Regions from separate parts of the Rattus norvegicus genome. Here region 2 is linked to region 1. A link is a contact called in public Hi-C data. All regions are on one chromosome and are shown on one strand. The core of a region is the stretch at or near the end of the contact, and the rest is flanking DNA. Distances in the headings are between cores, read along the strand shown.

Region 1 (2,933 bases), core at 196-2,695:
TATTTCTACCTGCACGCCCAGCGTTGGTTGTGAGGTGTCCCTGGGTAAATTTGGAGTGGCCTGTACCTTGTCCCTACTCTGGTTCCTGCATGGCTCTTGCACTAGAGCAAATCTGGAAGGCTTCTGACAGCCCTTGGATGGCCACACCTCCCTTGGGTTCATAGGTGGTGTTTGAGGGTCACTGGTTAACACCCTATGGGGCCACTCTCTGTGGTACCTCTGGCTGCTGTGTGCTGTCCTTCCTCCTGGGCCATTCCTCCTGGCCTCTTCTCATCCCTGCATTTCCTATGGCCCGTCCGCAGAGTCCACTGTCTGTTCTGCCTCACCTTTACTGTCCGGGTGAAGAGGTCTAGCTGGCTCTGTTCCTCTATGGTAGGGAAGCAAACCCTTACCCACTGAAACCCACAGACCTCGTTCCATAAACATTCTATTCAGAATCTCTTGGGCACAGCTACCGGGGAAGTGCAATAGCCCAGCTTCGTTTCTGTGGTGCCTCCCTTCAGAGCCCTAATTAGCTGTAGCCATCTCAGAAGGCCCAAACTCCTTTCGTGCTTTGTGTCTCTGTGCGAGTGCACTTCTGTGCCACGTAGAAGTCTAGAGGATGATCTCGGGCCTTGTTTCTCAGATGGCATCCACCTTTCTTGCAGGGGAGACAGGGCCTCTCATTGGCCTTGCCAGTGAGCCCAAAGATTCTGTCCATCTTCTCTTCTCCAGCACTGGAATTACTTGTTTATGCTACCACGCCTGCTTTAAAAACCAACTCAAATCAAGCTCAGACCACTCAGATTTTAGCTAGGCGTGGTGGGACATGCCTTTAATCCCAGCATTTAGGAAGCAGAGGCAGGTGGATTGTTAAGAGTACAGGATTTAGCTCAGTGGTAGAGTGCTTGCCTAGCAAGCACGAGGCCCTGGGTTCGGTCCCCAGCTCCTAAAAAAAAAAAAAAAAAAAAAAAAAAAAGAAGAGGAAAAAAAAAAGAAAAAAAAAGGAGCAATAAATGTCTACATGTTGAGTTCTAGACCAGCCTTGACTACATAGTGAGACCCTTCACAGACAAGCAAGCAAGCAAGCAAGCAGTCAGTCAGTCAGAGTGTGGGCTTCAGTCAGGTCCAGTGCTTACGAGGCAAACACTTTACCACATGAATTGTCTCCCCAGTCTCTACCCTTTCCTGTCATCTCAGTGTCTTCTGCCCCATAGCTTCCTACTTGCTATCAATGTGGATCAGTAGAGCTATGGCAGGGTGGGGCCCCAGGGGATTTATGTGTTCTCTGGGTTGGCATGTTGTGCAGGCGACTTTGAATTTGACACCCCTGTCACAAAGCCAGTGCCTGGAAACCATGAAACCATTCCTGGTATTCATCATTCAGGTGGTATTTATAGCACTCCCAAGACAAGTTATTGCCAAAGGAGGTAGTGACACTTACTGGACCACGTAGGAGACAGGCAGAGCTGAGCAGACTCTTTTCTCCGGCTAAGTTTAGATTGTTCAGGGCTGTAGGCTCTGAGCTCACTGGGAGAATGCACACGTTCAGGAGTTTCTGGGCCAATTCTGATTCTGCTAAGCGTCTTACTCTCTGGACTGTTTCTAGCTGCTTCTCCCTGCAGTGCCGAGGTCGTTGGCATTGCTGGTACTGGGTTAGCAAGTGGGGCGTGGGAAAGGACCTGATAGTTGGACATTGTGCATGACTGGCTAATTTTCACAGCATGTGAATGCCTGCCTTATAGTCTCACTTGCCCTTGGCATTGTCTATCCCTGGTCAAGGGCAGTCTACATGGGGTTTGCATGAGTCAGCTCAGCCTGCTGTAACAAAACCCCATGGACACAGGAAATACATTTCTTCATGGTTCCAGAGAATGGGCTCTGAGGTCAGAGTGCTAAGGTGTGGCTTTGGTGAGACCCTCTTGCTGGCCTGCAGACTGTTTCCTGTGGTCTCGTGTGACAGAGACCGCCTGTTGCTAGGTAGTTGCATCAGTGTCTTTTAACATAAGACCACTAATTTCATTGTGATGTCCCTGTCATCTGAGCTTCCTATTAGAGACCTCATCTCCCAGCATCCCACACTGGAGTTTAATTAGAGCTTTAACGTAGATGGGTGGCGGGGGAGGCAAACAGTTCAGCACGGAAGGGTTTCTTACCAATCATGAGCTATATATTTTTTCCTTTTAATTTTTATTATGCCAGATTATATGCAAATTTGTAATGTATTTTAAGTACCCCCATACTTCAGTGCCCCCCTCTTTTCCTCCCATTTGTCCTTTCTTTCCAAGATGTCCTTGTATATCTATCATTTTGTGTATATGTAAAGTCTAGGAAACACAAATGACCGGAAGTGGTGTGTGTGTGTGTGTGTGTGTGTGTGTGTGTGTGTGTGTTCACTTAATTCACCTACCATCACTTCCAGTTGTCTCCACTTTTCTGCAAACCCTATGACTTTATTCACGATAGCTGGAAAATAATTTGATCATGTATATACACCACATTTTCCTTATCCATTCCTCAGGGGACAGACACCTAGGTTGGTTCCTTCAACTACAAGCTTGGTGTATCTGGGTCGTGTGCTTGATTTTTAGTTTTCTTGAGGAGCCTCCATGTTGGTTTGTGTCATGGCTGGGCTGTTTTACATTCCCAGCCAAGTGTGTGCATCTTCTCCTTCCATGTCCTGAACACCGTTTGTTTTCCTGATGGCGAATTGCAGATTCTTCACATTGTTACATGTGTCTGTGTGTGCCATGGTGTGCACGTGGCAGTGAGAGGACAGCGTTTGGAAGTCGGTTCTCTCCTTCCACCCTGCTGCGGGAGGGTCTCTTGTTTCTGCTGAGGTTTGGGCTTCAGCCTAACTGGCCTGTGTGTTTGTGTGGGATCCTCTTGTTTCCACTTTCCTTCTCTGGTAGGAGCACTGGGATTTCAGACACTCACTGCTCACTGTCTCACTG
Region 2 (2,933 bases), core at 314-2,813, 59 kb before region 1:
GTTGTCACCAAAACCAGCCAGGACAAGCTTCTTACCAGGTCTTAATGAAATCAATAAACATTTGCTTTCAAAATCCATGAGATAGCTTGCCACCTCTATTCTGCTAACCTAGCCAATGCCTAAAAGGATCTGGGAAACAGGAATGTTTATTCATGGGGCAGGGAAAAGTCTGTCCTGAAACTTTTAGGACTGCCTCAAACAGCCCAGTAATTTGTTTTCTGATTGGGGATTCTGATGGATAAAGTGTATTTACTGCAAAGGAAGTAAGTTACAATGTTTTACTCTTAAGACCTTGCTTCTCAACCTTCCTAATGCTGTGACCCTTTAATACAGTTTCTCACGTTTTGGTGACCTCCTTATCCCAATCATAAAATTATTTTTGCTGCTATTTCATACCTGCAATTTTGCCACTGTCTTAAATATCTGATATGTGACCCCTGAGAAAGTCGTTTGACACCCTCCCCTCAGGAGTCTCGTCTAGTTTCTCCATTATGCCAGGCTTGTTCAAGGTCCCAAAGCACTCCTTGAAGATAGTTTCAAGTTACAACGTTGATTCACTCTTGGATGTACAGTGACCACAATTTCAAGCTGAGAGACACTAATGCTGCTATAGTCGCATTTGAGGAGCTGAAGAGATTTGTTCTCTACTTCTTGGGAAGACAAGTCTATCCTGGTCACTCTGTGTCCGGCTGAGGAAAAATAACCATCTAAGCCTTTTCGTATTAATTTTTTAAAATTATAAAAGTTAAAAATAAAACTAGAAGCAAGCAGAAAGAGAAAAAAACCCCACAATTTCACAAACCACTGGAACACAGGGTGAACACCTTGGTTAATTTATTCTATCTGTCCTCTCTGTGTCTCTCTATACATCATAATTTTAAAGGAAACGGACTTTGTGATTTGTTCTCCTGTGTCCTTCACAGTGGCAACTAGGATAATTTTCACTTTGTACCCTGCCATCCCAACATCCCCCAGCACATGTAAATACAGGGGATGCATAAGTGACTTAATTCCAGGGTATGATAGAAAGATACACAAATGAATGAATGTATGTATGAAGCAAGTCACCCATACAGTGGGTCTTGGTGAGGCAGGTCTTTAATCCCTGTACTGAAGGAGGCGGATTAATTTGAGTTTGGGCCCAGCCTGGTCTACCTAGTGTGATGCTGTCTCGAAAAAAAAATTTAGTGCAATAGGCACACCCACTTTGCTGTCCATCTTTCTGGAAGAATGGTTTCCTAAATTCAAATGACTGGCATCCGTTCTGCCACCCTTAGGGCTGGATCCACGCCTGGTAACCTCCAGGACCCAGCCCGTGGTCCAGGAGGGACGCTGAGAAGACTCAGAGGCCTCATGCCAGCAGACGCCTGGTCTCCATGCCGCCTCATCGGTCTTCAGAGCCGGGCCAAGATTCTGGGGCAGTCGGGGGTGTCCTCTGCGCCTCTTGCACGCGGACCCCACCACAGCCCCGCGCGCGCCCCCATCCCGCGCCCGAGGTGCGGACACCCAGGAGCCGGGTGGAGAGCTCCGCCGCGCCGTCCCCCAGTGATGACGCGCTTCCTGCCCTCCCGGCGCTCGCGGGCCGTGCGCTCGCGCTCGCCCTCGGCTCCGGTTCCGCGCCCGGAGCCAGCAGCAGCGGCGGCGGCGGCGGCAGCGGCGGCGGCGGCGCAGCGTGAGCGGAGCTGGCTGCACTCGGGGGCTGGCGCTCCGCAATGAGACAGTAGCTGCATCCCCGCGGTAAGGCGCGGCGCGTGGCGCTGCCCAGCTCTCCAGCCTGCATGCGCGCTGCAGGGATTTTTCAGTGCCTTTTCCCTCCCCTCTCTAGAAGGAATATGTGGGTGGTTTTCTTCTCGGGTTTGCATCTCGTAAGTGATGTCAATGTAGAAAAACCCTGTCAAGCTTCTAGATTTCATTGCCTATCCTAGGTTTTTGGTGTTTGTTTTTCTTCTTTGCAAGAAAAGAAAAATAAATTGCAATGAATGCACCTGTCTATTGCACATGTAGGTTTCGCTGCACTCAAGCCGGGTGCTGGGGTTTGCAAACAGTCTTGCAGCCGGAGTCCGAGAGCTGATCCCTAGCCTTAGGCAGCTGATCCCTTCTCGGGCTCAGTCCTCGGGTTTCCGGTAACGGGGTCGGAAAAGCGGCCGGGTCTGCACCGAGGAGCCCCCTGGACTCGGGCGGTGACCCCGGCGCCGACTGTGTTGGCTGAGAGCAGAGCGGCTTCATTCCAACACTGGCTGCCCCTACTTCAAGCGCCACTTTGCAAACAAGTCTCCCGCCTCGGCTTGTGGAGAAGACACTCCGGGCTGCCTCCTAGCCCCCGACTCTGAGACCTGCGGGTTGCTGGACTCCCCCTTTCCCTGGCTGTCTTGCCCATAACCAGCTGCCGGCCGAGGACCGCTTAGGGATAGCGCGGGGCGGAGAGCGAGGGCAGGGTTTGGACCCAGTGCGGCGGCCTCTAGTCTCCTTCCCCGACCCTCAGGAGCCGAGATTTCGCGCCGGCGGGGATCGGGAGGGATATGGAGCCTGGCTTTTCGGGGCCCAAGGAACGACGTTCAAGGGCGCCATATTTTCAGTGGGTTTTTACAGAGGCTAAGGGGGCGCCCACTTTCCGAAGCCCCCCGGGAAAGCCTGAGCGATTGTCGTTGGGAAAGTTTGCGCGCCGGGGCGAGCTAAAAGGTGGATGTCCCCACAAGGGCGCGCGGACTGCATCGCGTCACCCAGGTCTAGGCTGGGTCTGTGGGGGGTGGGGGAAAGCGGTGCAGGGGACCGATGCACGTGGCTCGCGGGTGTCACAGTGCAGGGGAGTCATAGCACTTGGGGCAGTTTGGCGCTGAGCACACGCCCCTCTTTTCCCCAAGCTACTGCTGCCAGCGCTCCGCCGGAGCTGTGCGCACCGCCTCTCCCTGGCCCGCGCACGTTGCTGAGCGTTT

Evidence for each region. A called contact is a pair of places that touch in the nucleus more often than the background predicts.
Region 2: a Hi-C map of Schwann cells shows a contact between it and region 1, with 4 times the contacts expected there. The contact joins the promoter of Tln2 here to the enhancer-like site in region 1. A contact is called at or near these places in 4 of 12 Hi-C or Micro-C datasets (the A7r5 cell line, the Rat2 cell line, Schwann cells and 1 more).

What each region holds. Positions count from the first base shown.
Region 1 is chr8:77,072,898-77,075,830 of GRCr8, reverse strand. The region is part of intron 1 of Tln2 (talin 2); the gene reads left to right. Among named protein-coding and RNA genes, the nearest start is that of Tln2, 59 kb to the left of the region's middle. Within about 2 kb of position 1,445, at least 25 of the 93 cell types and tissues checked have an H3K27ac peak or open chromatin away from gene starts, as enhancers often do. A contact at or near this core is called in the A7r5 cell line and Schwann cells, where this site is marked.
Region 2 is chr8:77,131,991-77,134,923 of GRCr8, reverse strand. It overlaps Tln2 (talin 2), which reads left to right and starts at 1,563. Exons shown (of 59, transcript NM_001419941.1): 1 at 1,563-1,737.